Linked DNA regions of Macaca mulatta: region 1 is linked to region 2. The links are chromatin contacts, called in public Hi-C maps. All regions are on one chromosome and are shown on one strand. Each heading gives the region's core, a stretch centred on a gene start, on an enhancer-like site or on the middle of the called end of the contact. The rest is flanking DNA. Distances are from core to core; before and after follow the strand shown.

What was found. Hi-C and Micro-C count contacts between places; a contact is called where the count stands out from the background.
Region 1: a contact with region 2 is called in a Hi-C map of cortical neurons, with 5 times the contacts expected there. The contact joins two enhancer-like sites. A contact is called at or near these places in 6 of 14 Hi-C or Micro-C datasets (blood, cortical neurons, fetal cortex germinal zone and 3 more).

What each region holds. Positions count from the first base shown.
Region 1 is chr1:172,752,062-172,759,040 of T2T-MMU8v2.0, reverse strand. No RefSeq gene overlaps it. Among named protein-coding and RNA genes, the nearest start is that of GNG12, 22 kb to the left of the region's middle. Within about 2 kb of position 2,525, at least 6 of the 40 cell types and tissues checked have an H3K27ac peak or open chromatin away from gene starts, as enhancers often do. A contact at or near this core is called in cortical neurons, where this site is marked.
Region 2 is chr1:172,488,090-172,494,456 of T2T-MMU8v2.0, reverse strand. All of the region lies in intron 11 of WLS (Wnt ligand secretion mediator), which reads right to left. It overlaps LOC106999161, which reads left to right. Exons shown (of 5, transcript XM_077989122.1): 4 at 6,337-6,367. Among named protein-coding and RNA genes, the nearest start is that of DIRAS3, 62 kb to the left of the region's middle. Within about 2 kb of position 2,211, at least 8 of the 40 cell types and tissues checked have an H3K27ac peak or open chromatin away from gene starts, as enhancers often do. A contact at or near this core is called in cortical neurons, where this site is marked.

The DNA.
Region 1 (6,979 bases), core at 1,276-3,775, 260 kb before region 2:
GCACAGTCATGGCTCAGTGCTGCCTTGACCTACCTGGTCTGAAGTGATCCTCCTGTGTCAGTCTCTCACGTGGCTGGAACCACAGGTACATGCCACCATACCTGGCTAATTTTTTCTTTTCTTTTTTTTTTTTTTAAGAGACAAGATCTCCCTGCATTGCCCAGGCTGGTGTCCAACTCCTGGGCTCAAGGATCCTCATGCCTTGGCCTCCCAAAGTGCTGGGATTACAGGCATGAGCCACCGTGTCTGGCCTAATTAATACTGTTGTTATCTAATAGCATTGCTTTTCAGTGGGGGCTTTCTATTTCATGTGGGGGCTTGCGAGGGGAGGGTAATAAGGGTGTGGTGAGAAATGGATAGGAAATATACCTTTATCATAGAGGGAAGGAAACAGTTTTTTTGGTCTTTCACCTGTATTGCAAGTAGCAAAACAAATGTTCATGTTTTCAGTCTATGTGAGAGATTGCTAAGAGAGCAGGGTGCTAAAATGTGGTCATGTGAAAAGGAGGTTGTCATTCTTCCTCACGTGTGCACAGCGTAGCTCAGTTTATAAGGCACACTGTTTCATTGGCCTTTTATGTAAATTTTATATTGTAGGCAGCGTTGTTTCCCACAGTTTCTTCAACTGATGCTCAGAAATGTCAGGCAACTTGGCTCATTCAACAAATTTGTACTGAGAGCATACTATTAATATGTGCAAGGCAGTGTTGTAAGTAGTGAAGGAAATCCCTGCCCTCATGCAGTTTATGTTTTAGTGGGGAGCACACACATAGATAAAATATGTAATATACCAGATAGTGATGAGTGGCATGGAGAAAATAAAATGGGAACTGGGAAGGGGATTGTGTGTGAGTGTGTGTTTGGAGGTGGTAGTGTTGCTAATTTAAATATAGTAGTGAGGGATTGCCTGATTGAGATGATGGTATTTTGGTAAAGACCTGAAAAAGGTGAGAGAGGAAGCTCTGTGGATAGCTTGATGAAAGAGCATTCTGGGAACAGGCAAGGACAGTTGCAAAAACTTAGAGGAAGAAACATGCTAGAGCAGAGCGAATGAATGAGACAGCCAGGAAATAAGATTTGGAGAGGTTAGGAGGAAGGTTGAGGTCTTCAGGGCCATAATAGATTTTGAGGAGGGGTACATGATCTGATCTAGATATCTAAGCATCACTCAAGGTGTTGTGTTGAAGTTAGAATATAGAGGGCAAGGGTAGAAGCAGGGAGATCAATTAGGAGGCTATTGCACTAGTCCAGAAGAGATGAGGATGGCTTGGAACAGCGGGACAGTGGTGGAGGTGTGAGAGGTGATTACATCTCGAGCCAGCAGGGTTTGCTGGTAGATTAGCTGAAAGAGGTGAGAGAAAGACAGGAGTGAAAGGTGACACCAAGGTTTCTGGAAGGATGGAGTTGCTGTTTCCTGAATGAGAAGACTATGGGTCAGGCAGGTTTGGTAGAAGAAAGTGGAGGAATAGATTTAGACATAAGTTTGAACTTTAAGTTAGACATCTCCATGGAGCTGTTGAGACTTCAGTTGGATACACGAGTCTGGGGTTCAGTGTAGGAGTTCTGGCTAGATAAATAAAGTTGGCCATCTCCAGTATGCCGACATTATTTAAAACCTTGAGATTGGAGGGACTCACCAAGGGAGCGAGTATAGATAAAGTGGGAGTCTGAGGGCTGAGCCCTAGGGTCCTCTGGGACTTAAGGGTGGGGAAATGAAGGGAGGATGCATCAAAGAGAAGGAACAACTGGTGAAGGAGGAGAAACCACGAGGACATGATTTCCCCAGAGCTGCGTGAAGAGCGTGTTTCTTGGAGAGGGAGTGATCAACTGTGTCAAAAGCTGTTGATGGTTTATGTAAAATGAGGACTGAAAATGAGCAACTGGATTTAGCCAAGCAGCCCCAGTTATTCTATCCCATAGCAGTCTTTTCTCCATTGACAGTATCTGAATTTTTCCCTTCCCTTCCCTTCCCTTCCCTTCCCTTCCCTTCCCTTCCTTTCCCTTCCCTTCCCTTCCCTCTTCCCTTCCCCTTTCCCTTCCCTCTTCCCTCCCCTCCCCTCTCCTCCCCTCCCCTCCCCTCCCCTCCCCTTTCCTTCCTTCTTTCTCTTTCTCTTTCTCTCTTTCTTGTTTGCCTCTTTCACTGGATAGTAACAGTAACCCCTATGAGAACAGGGACCATGACTGTTTGGGGGCATAGTGGCTGGCACATATTAGGAATATGTTATGCAATTTATCTCTTTTGGTTTCTGTTTTGATCACATGTTGTCCATTTCCCTTTCTCATCTTTCTAATGTTCCAAATCACTTTGGGGAATTTCCACTCTTCTGTCGTGTGTGGTCTTGATGGGATGGCAAATTCTGTGTTTGCCTCCTACTGTGGAAGCCAAAGCGAGCAGATGCCGCCCCAGACCCCTACACCAGGGGGCAGGCTGTGTCCATCAGAGGCTCCTGAGTTACCCATGGACAAGAGGACGAGTTGAATCCCAGCATCTCTGTCCTCACCAGAGCTCTCCTGGTGAGAGCTGTTGCCATGGTTTCCATTTCCCAGGCCTCGGTGCTCCCCTGCTTCCTGCCATCACCAAGCCAGCTGCTCCAGCCCTTGTTTCTCTGAGCTCCCAATATCCTTCCAGTAAATCCTGTTTTGCTTACATTAACCAGAGCCAGTTCCTATTCCTTTCAACTTAAAAAGTTCCCAACACCTAAGCACTCAATACACATTTGCCGAATGAATGAAAAAGTATGGTTTTCATTTCATGAATGGTGAGTCTAAAGTTCAGAGAGGCTTACCACGTGTCTAAGGCCACATGTCTTCCATCAGTTCTTCTATGCTCACTTTTCACATTCTCAGATCTCTGAAATCAGGATGCTTTTTACAATTGGCAATGTCTTACAATCAAGTGGAAGTATTTTTCTGTTTTTAGTAGTATATAAAATAATGTATCTTATATTAGCTTAGATTCTATGAAATATGATAGTCAGTATTGAAGTCAAAATTTAAACATATTGCAAAAGTCTGTACATCTTTGCTTTTCAAGGAGTTTACTATTTAGTTGGAGAAAAAAGCAAGTAGGAAAACCCCACAAACCTTTGTCAAATACAGAGTAGGGTTTCATAAACACTGAGTGGAGGCCCTCACTAAAGCTGCAGGGGCACATGACTCTGAAGGGCTGAGTGGGGAAGCCACAGGGTAGGCATTTATGTTGATCTTGGTAAGAAAGGTTTGGATGGATGGAAATGTGAGAAGAAAGGAGAGGAAGGAGGACTAGGTTCTAGATGATGGCAACCCTGCAGACTCTTAAATGCAGGTCTGGGCCACGAGGCTGAGTTTGGTGGAGATGGTTGCTTGGTGTCTCCCCTGTGACTCTTTCCCTTCTCCTTCTCCATGGTAAATTATTCTTCCAATTCTCCCTGTGTTCGCCATTATAACTGTTTTCTGCTGCAATCTTTTTCTGGAAAGTTCCCACCTTCCTACCTCCTGTCCATTCCTCCCAATCAGTTCAGCTCTTGTGTGTGCTGGACAGAAATCCCTCTTGGCAGCCTGGGCAACATAGCAAGACCCCCAACTCTACATTTTTTAAAAATTAGCCAGCATGGTAATGCACACCTGTAGTCTTATCTACTCTGGAGGCTGAGGTGGGAGGATCACTTGAGCTCAGAAGTTAAAGGCTGAAGTAAGCTATGATGGCACCACTGCATTCCAGCCTGGGTGACAGAGCAAGACCGTGTCTCAAAACAGACAAACAAATAAAAGAGAAATTACTCTGGGATCCAGAAATAAGGGAAACAGTATTTCAGGGGGAGGAACAGCAATGAGCATGGAGGTGCAATGCATGATGTATGTGAGGAAGAGTGCCTGAATACCATGAAAGGGTAGGCTGGGAAGAGGGGTTTGCTCATCCATTCAATGAATATTTGAGTATACACCAGGTACTGCTCTAGGTACTGGGGATAGAGTAGTGAAATAAAAATGATGTTTCTTCCTTACAAGGCTTACATTCTAATAAGAGGAGATAAGCCATAAGCAAATAAATGTTTAAATACATATGTATATATGCCTATGGAAAAAATGTCAGATGGTATAAAAGCAAAGAAGAAAAATGTTAAAAGGGTTAAAGAACCAAGAGTGTTGGGGTGTGAGCTTCTCATTCAAATGGAAGGACCAAGAAAGTCCTTTTTGCTAAGTTAACATGTCAACAGGGATCTGAAAGAAGTGAGTCAGAGTCTTTTGAATCTTCCAGTGGAAAGTGTTTCAGGGCCAGGGCACGGCAGATACAAGGGTCTGGATGGAGTGTTGTGTTTGGCAGGTTTAAAGAATAGTATTTCTACAGTGGAGTGAATGGGGGCAACACAGTAGCAAATGCATATGTGGTGGGGAGGCTAGCCAGGCCAGAACAGGTAGGCCTTGTCAGCATTGCAAGGATTTTAGATTTTATTCCAAGAGGATACAAAGCCTGTGGTGAAATTTGAGTGAAAGAAAAGGAATGAGAGATAGATGGGGCCTGATCCTTGCGAAGCTGCAATGGTGTCCCAAATAGTTTGAATCCGATTTTCCTATGTTCCCAGAATTTTCATTTCTGAGTCATTTAAATTGAGCAGGAAATCTATTCTAATGAATAAATATGTGTTTTGTTTTTTTTTATTCGAACACAGAGAGGCCTCCGCTTAGAACAGATGTAATGAAGTCATAGTTTGTTTTGACAGAAAGAGGCTACGGAAGGTTACACTTCCTCCACTCTGCCTTTGGTTGTCAAGGAGATACCCCTGGAAACCTCTTCTTTTGTAGCTAAATGTCACTGTATAGCACTTAGATTTTTCATGTTCTCCTTTTATTATGTTATTGTAAAGTTCGCTGTGTAATTTTGCTCAGGAGTTAACAATTTCATCACTGATGAGTCTATTCATTGCAAACTACCTTTTCTGGCATTCTGATTGTCTTTCTCCATCCTGAGGCTGGCTTCCAGGAAGGGGCTGCACCTGGAAACTCATCAAACCTGTCTTTAGAAACGTCCTGAGGGTCAGACAGGCTGAAAAAGGCAGATTGATTCTGAGAAGCTGATGGCAAAATGTGAACTGATGCATCAAACTCCAGAAAGATACGTGGTGGCGTCTTCTAGTTTTTAGTGTGCTTTCTACAACACTGTGCTTTTTCAAAGATATAAGCTGGAGATGATAGGGTAATTCATTCATTCAACATGCCTTTTTACAGAGTGCCTTCTGTGGGCTGAGCACTGTTCGAAGCCCTGGGAATACTGAAGCAAAAGAGCAGAACTCCTCATCCTGTTCATACACCTCCCATGCCCAAGTAGACATTACTTTTGACTGTCAGCTGGATATAGATGTAGAATTTATTATAGATCAAGGTTGGCCCTTTAGATGAAAATCTGCTATCCCTGGCTTAGGCATACATGGTTCAGAGATCAAAAAAGCTAAATCTGAATCAGTTCTCTCTCTGAAAGGAAGTTGAGGTTTTTCAATAAGCTCCGGACTAAAAGACCCACGAAGACCGATATATACATTAAGTGGGCCATGGATATTGTTGGCCAGGGATCAGCCTCTTTCCAAAGTGTTGTTTCACAACTGATTAAATAACTCTGATGAGCGAAATGTGTTTCTCCCAGCTTTTGAAATCATGTGCTTTAAATTATTACATCTCTATGCTGTTGTGCACAATTAAGAGTAAACAGTGCATCCTGCTATCACCTCTTTTCAGCACAAGGGAGGAAATAGGTTGATTTCTTTGGACTTTGTGGATTGCTTTCCCACGGTAGCAGTACTCTCTTCTTATAATGGGCAATCTTTAGGGTTCTATCTGCTAGCAATGTGCATTAATAAACATTTGTATTTATTCATTTATTTTGAGACAGAGTCTTGCTCTGTCGCCCAGGCTGGAGTGCAGTGGCGCAATCTCGGCTCACTGCAAGCTTCACCTCCCGGTTCAAGCCATTCTCCTGCCTTAGCCTCCCGAGTAGCTGAGACTACTGGCATCCTCCACCACGCCTGGCTAATTTTTTATCTTTAGTAGAGACGGGGTTTCACTGTGTTCGGATGATCTCGATCTCCTCACTACGTGATCCACCCGCCTTGGCCTCCCAAAGTGCTGGGATTACAGGCGTGAGCCACTGCGCCCGGCCAATAAACATTTTTAACTGAGGAGAGAGTGATGGAGTTTTTATATCTAAATGTCTTTCTGAAAGCTCTGTTGGTAACCACCATATTTAAAGAGAGTTATACTATTGGTTCTACTGTCTGCACATCTTAATTATTCAAGCCTTCCAGGGCTTACCTAAATTAGACAATGAGGAAATTAATGAGATATTGAAACTAGGCCTCATAATTCCTAAGCCTCATAAAATTTAGAAAGCTTGGCCATCATGAAACTTAAACCCCAGATGGCCACGGATAGCCCCCCGATGTTCCCAGAACCCAAACAGAAAGACAATTCCGGGAAATAGCCTCATGGGGTCCCACCCTGATAGCCTCATGAGGTCCCACCCTGATAACCTCATGGGGTCCCACCCTGACTCAATGTCCCCGATGTTCCCGGAATCAGCAATTCCAGGAAAGAACCTCCTAAGGTCCCGCCCCAACCAATCAGAACAAGATACCTTGCTCAGGCCATAGACAAACCCAATTACCACGCGCCTAAAGCTTTGTTTGAATTTCGCGCCCTAAGCTGTGTTTGAACTTTTGTTTGCCTATATAAACAACCTGTAACAAGCACTCGGGGTCCCAGGGCCAACTTAGAGCTTGGGACCCTAGCGCGCTAGTAATAAATAACTCTCTGCTGTGAATCTCGTGTCGGTGATCCTTCGCGGCGACCCCTGCCCAGGAGAGAATCGACAGTTCGGTTCCAACAATATATTATAATGTTTAGACAGATCAAATGAAAATGTGTCAGATACAAATAGCTCACACTGCATTATCTGATTTTGTCCACAGCCTTTGCTTTTCAGTTAGGAATGTCTGGATATGTGTGTAAT
Region 2 (6,367 bases), core at 962-3,461:
CCTTCCCCAAACTTATTAAAACAACAGCAAAGGGATTTTAAACAATCATATAAACCCACAAGGATGGGCAAAATATGAGATGAGACACCAGCAACAAACTTCTGGAAAATGGAATATAAATGAAGAATTGATAACAGAGTTATCAGAACTAAGAAAACCAAATCCTAAATTGACGGTGGGGAAATCATTGAATCAACTGAATTTGCATTGAAACACAACACAAAAAGTAAAAAAAGGAATATAATACAGTAAGGAGCATAAATTAGTACAATAGAAATTAAAGATAAAATAGAGAAGAACTACCAAATCAAAAGTTCTTTAAAAAGACTGTTAAAAATAGATTAGTAAGATTGAGAAAAGTGAAGGTATAAATATGTGTGAACAAAGGAACATATCTACAGATAGGCAAAATTAAATTTTAAAAAGATTTTTTAAAAATTTAATTTAAAATGAAGTTTAAAAAATACTTTAAGTGCCAAAAGAGATAGTAAGAATCATCTACACTACTTTATGTCTATACATTGGAAACAATTTAAAATGCCCAGAAAAATATAACTTGTGAAACCAATTGGAGAATAAATAGAAAACCTAAATAGCCGTATAATCATTAAATAAAATAGTAGTCTAAAATTTTTCTGCAAAGAAAATAAAAGTCTCAATAATTTCAGTGACATTATTATTGCATTAAATAAAAAATCAAATGTCCAAGAAGAGCCAAGACATTCTGAGGACAAGCAGGATGAAGGTATGTGCTTTTCTATATTGCAAGCCTTATTAGAAAGCTAAAGTAATTAAAACAGTATGGTTTTGAGGTAAGGATAATCAAATTAGTCAATGGAACAGACTAAGAAATCCCCAAAAATCTGTCTGTCTCTCTCTCTCTCTCTGTCTCTCTCTCTCTCTCTGTCTCTCTCTCTCTCTACATACATATATATATATATGTGTGTGTGTATATATGTATGTGTATATATATGTTTGTGTATGTATATGTATGTGTATATTTATTTGCTTGATAAAGGATATTATGTTATAGATCATGAGTGGCTTATTCAATAAATGGTGCTCAGAGCATTAGTTATCCATATAGAAAAAAATTAAAGAAGCTCCTTATTCTCTTATATACAAAAATTAATTTTTGATAGAACAAAATCTTAAATATGGAAGGCAAAGGCTTAAAACTTTTTGAAGAAATTTAGAATATTTTTATAATCTTGGAATTTATTTAAAGAATTTTTTTAAGACACAAAAAGTACCCATTAAAAAAGAAAACATTGGTAAATCAACTACACAAATATCATCAAAAAGTAACATAAATGAAAATATAAGGAATTCATGTCTAGATTAATCTTGATCATGGTCTTAAGACTTCCAGCCTCCTGAACTATAGGGAGTAAATGTCTGTTGTTTAAGCCACTTGGTCTATAGTATTTTTGTTATAGTAGCCTGAGCTAGGACAGCTTTATATAAGCCTTTGGGGACCATAGATGAACCTATATCATTTGGTTCTAGTATGTTCTGTGGTTTCAATGCAGAAACCTAGAGAATAACCAAGGCTGGGAGAAAGAAGGACCACACTGGTGGGGAAGCTGGTGACAAGTGGTAAGGAGTGGGCAACCTGGGTGCTAATTCTTGTTTTTTTCTTCCCTAGCCTTGTGGCCCTGGACAAATCACTGGGCCTGTTGTCTTTTCTGTAAAGAGAGGGGCTGCTCAGTTCTCATTTGGATTCAACCTTTCCAATGGAGCATTTAAACATGGAGGAGGGATTTTTTTGGTTGTCACAAGGACTGGGGGACCCTGCTGGCTAAATATCCTCCAGTGTGTGAGACAATTGCACCCTAAATGCCAGTGTGCCCCTATTGAGAAGCATCATCTCTAGCAGTCCTTTGAACGAGCCCTCTACATCTCTCTACATATACATGATGTTTGCTGGTGGGTTGGGAAACATTTGGATACTGTATGAAGCATGCAGGTCTCCACCCAAACCCACAGGTCAGATGACTGCTGTCCAAACATTAGGATCTTTAGGGCTGCAGATGAGATGCTCTGTCTTGTGCATGTCCTGCTTGGGGGGCTGACCCTACCTTGCCGAAGATTTAGTTGAATTCAGTTGAAGTGTACTATTTCAAACCATTTGCCCCCTTGTTCTGACAGCCAGCAGGAGCAGAAAACTGGCTTGCTCTTGTACTAACTGCGTTCTCAGAACCGTGCCTGCAGTGCTTTATCGTTCTGTTCAAAGCTAAGCAGTGCCCTCCTTGGGACACTCTGGGAATGTACAGTATTCATTGCTCTAAGAAAATGCCTTGGCCACAAGGAGAAAACATTCTCTGGCTGTGGCTTGAGCCAACTGGGTCAGCACCAGCCTGTGCAGATGTCTCTGCGGACAGAGAAGTCCCTCTGGGAGAAGGCAGCCCATGCTAGGGTGTGTAGATTGATGAGAGGAGTGAGAACTGTATTTCTGTCCTTACTTGCTGCTCTCCTGGCCAGGTGCTCTTGTGCAGTGCGCTAGCTGTACAAGCTGGACCCTCCCATTCTCTACCAATTCAGCAGTCTACTCTTGGCTTCATTCAGGAGGCTGTCTCCCCGTGCTTGCCTAAACCCAAAAGCAAAATGTGTGGGTCCCACCTACTTCTCAGGCTCTAGTTCTAAAGAATGGGCCTAGGTGTTCAGCCTCCATGGCCTGACATTCAGTGCTGTGTATACTCCGGTTCCAAATTGCTTTTCTACTCACTGCGCCCCAGACTCTGCTAAACAGGCTACTTTAGTCATTGCCTCCCAAATAATGCTTGTGAAGTTGCATCTCCACACCCTCATACTCTTCCCTTCCCCTCACCTTTTATCTAACTATTTCAAGACTTGGCTCATTTTCAGTCCTCTGGGAAGCCCTCTCAATTGCCCCCACTCAGGAGTTACTGAAAAGTGTCCTTGTACCTCCCATGGGTCACTGACTGCACAGTTCATGTATTGGGAACCTTGATTCTTAAGAAGATTTTAAGTTCCTTGAAGGTGGAAACCTAATGAGAAGACTTCTTCAGGCTCCTCTACTTAAGAATCATTCCAAGCAATTACCATGGAAACAAATATCTTCTCTTCCTGTCCTCTTGGATCAAAGCAAACAGACAAACAAACAGTTAAAGAGCAAGGAATTTGGCTCCCTGCCTAGGTTGGCAGTGAGAGCATCAGAACAAGGTTGAGGCCGCATCCATGCACCTCATTTAGTTAGGTGCCCATGAACTTGGCTTGGAATACTTTGGCCCCATCTTAAAGAAAGTGCTTTATTCTGGGGACACTGGTCAGCCTGAGGCCCATGCTCCTTAGTCCCACCACAGGAAGCCTTCTCTCTCCATCTGTCACTCTGAGACCATATTGACTGAAGCTCTGGGTTTACTCATATCTTGAGTCACCCAACCTTACCTGGCCGTAAAAACATCCATATCCTTATAGGTGGAGGCCTTGTAGATAGGTTGTTGAGTCAGATTTAGGAGTTTGAGAAAGAGATGCTTTGGATGGTTTTAAAAGCCTTTGGTGAGTTTGCAGAAGTCCTGGACTCAAATCCACCACTACTCACAACAGTGAATGTTTCAGAAAATGCCTGGAAAAGGGCATCTCTCTGCTGAATGACCCTAGTAATGTACTCATTCCCCAGGTAATTACTGAGCCACTCTGTGTTCCAGGCACAGTTCTAGTTTCTGGAAATATACCTGGGAACAAAACAGACAGAAATTCCGCCCTTATGAGCCTCCACTCCAGCTTCTGGCCAAGTCTGTTTTTCATATGGTCCAAGCACTTTGGCAGGTGTTAGGGCTGTAAAAGGGATGGCACGGGAGCCCCTTGGGTAGCAGTCTTGGCAGACACGTCTCTTAGAAATACTGCCCCAAGCCTCACTGTTCAAGTCTGGTGTGTGGAGCAGCCGCATCGGCACCTCCAGGGAGCATTTTAGAAATGCATCATCTCAGGCCCTTCCCAAGACCTTCCGAGTAAGAAACTGCACTTTATAATACGATCCCAGGGGAACTGTGTGCAGGGAAAGGCTTGAAAAGCCTTGCTATGAGACACCAAATCCCACCAGCTATCCTGCAGTGAAACGGAGCAGAATGATAAAATGCATTTGAGAACGAGCACATCCCGTGCCTCCGATTCAGAAAGGTGGCATGTTAAAGCCTGAGACCTCCTCAGAAAGAAATGTGCTTAAAAACCCAATGCTCCCCAAATGTATTTGATGGCTCAACAACAAACCCCAACTGCAATCGCTCAACAGAACCAGCATCCTGTGAAACACACCTTGAGAAACCTGTAGTGGACCCTCTGGCATCCACAGATTCAACTTTCTTGTCTTTAATGACTGCAGATGGAGCGAGCCCATGGGGTGATAACTGGCAGTTTTGCTGTGGAACAAATCTGAATCATGCCTACTGCCAGGCTGGGGCTCTGGGCCAAGGTCTCAGCTTGGGATAGGGTGAGGATCGGAGGGCTGGAAAGATAGAGGGGACTCGGAGACTGCCAACTACTGGTTAACTTGTGGCATAAGGATATATACAGAAAACACTGGATTCTATATCTCAAATGTGTCATTTGGAGAAATTTAGGAGCCAAAATAAAAATTCTTTGTCATTTGGGGGATTCAAGAAAGTCATGGGCTATATACCACAGGTGTCAACAATCTATGATGATGATGATGATAGCAAAGACAATGATAGATCACTTTTTAAAACTTACTATATGCCAAGGATGTCCTAATTCATATGTTCCCAACAGCAATGCTAAGTGGTATAATCCTCATTTCTGAGGGTGCAGAAATTGTGGCACAGAGCTGGCTCCTCGTTTTGATCCCTTTCATGCTGAATGTGACTTCTGAGACCTAGGTGACAGGCAACGACTGGTGCAGACTAAACTGACCAGATGATGGAGTGGCCACTGGTCCCCTTTATGCCCCTAGCCAGCCCCCCAAGGCTGAGGGACTTGCTCAGAGCCCCATCCCAGAAGTGGGCAAAATTCAAATTTGTGCCTTAGCAAAACTTCCGGTTATCACACCATGGGCTTATTCCTTCTGGAACAGGGTAAAGCAAGAACACAGAACCCCCTTTGGGGGTGCCACGTAGGTTGAAGCAGCCCTAATTGGGCAGGTACAGGCTGGAGTGACCTCAGTGGTGGGTCTGGGAGGGGGATACTTGGTTTGCTCTGGGGCAGTCATAGAAGGCTCAGTGCAGTGCTGGGCTGCAGGTAGGACTAAGCTTGGATTGTAAGGCCTGGGATCTTCTCACAATGCTGGTCTACAGCCACTGTGTGGCCTGTGACAGGCCTCTTTCCCTGGGTCTCCGTCTTTGAAAATAGTGATACACCCCCCACCCCACCACACCCAGACATGGGCTGCACCTTGGGTTTCAACGCAGTGACCGCTTTTCAGGAGGTCCCTCTGGGGCTCCTTGGGGTTATGGCTGGCTGCTCCAGGATGGCAAATCCAGATCACGTGAGAGATGGCTTCACCCTCCCTCTCTCAGGGACACAAAGAAGATCTGTTGCTTCCAAATTGCACCAACACACATGCCTAGAACCCCAGTAATGAAGCTGGAACCTCTACTGTGTGGTCAAACCCAAGAATAAATTGCCCCTGCTTCTTGGGATGACACTAGGAATTCACCATTATTCACTAGGCAGTCCCTGGGGCCTAGAGCCAATTCACTCAGTTTAAGATTCCCTCCCTTTGAGACAAAGTATAGGGTGGTGATAATGAAGTCAGTCGGGCACAGCCTTGAGTGCCGGCTGTGTGACACAGGGCAAGTCACTCAACCTCTCTGAGCTCCAGCATGCTCATTGGTAATTGGTATAAATGAAAGTACCTATATCCTGTGACTACTGTGAGGTGCTGGCACATTACCAGTGCTTTGTAAAGAGCAGCTATTACTCTTGTTGCTTGGACATTTGTTATGAGGGGGGAATACTGTTTTAAATTTGTTTTTTAAAAACAAATTTCTGAAGGCAGTTTCAAATGAAACTTTAAAATGTTTTTCTCTCCTTATAAAGTTAACATTTTTGTATGAGGTTAGGCATGTTTTTTTTTTTTTTTAAAAATGAACAAATAGCAATCAAGGGCTTCTAAACAATTCCAAGGACTCCGTTGCTGCTCTCTTCCACTAGTCTTCCACCCTCTCCCTCCTGGCAGCAGTCGCTGGCAGTTTTTTGTATGGCTCACCTTGGAGGTCAGCAAGCTCTGCACCTCCTGGTTGGGAGCTGCCAGTTCTCCCCTGCAGCTGTCCCGAAGTCCTCCTGCTGTAGGTTGTCCCTTTGTCCCAGAGCACTCACCCTGACAGGGAAGTCCCTCATTTCTTCATTAACTTCCAGGTTGCTCCCTGCCCATTAATGCTGAGCTGGA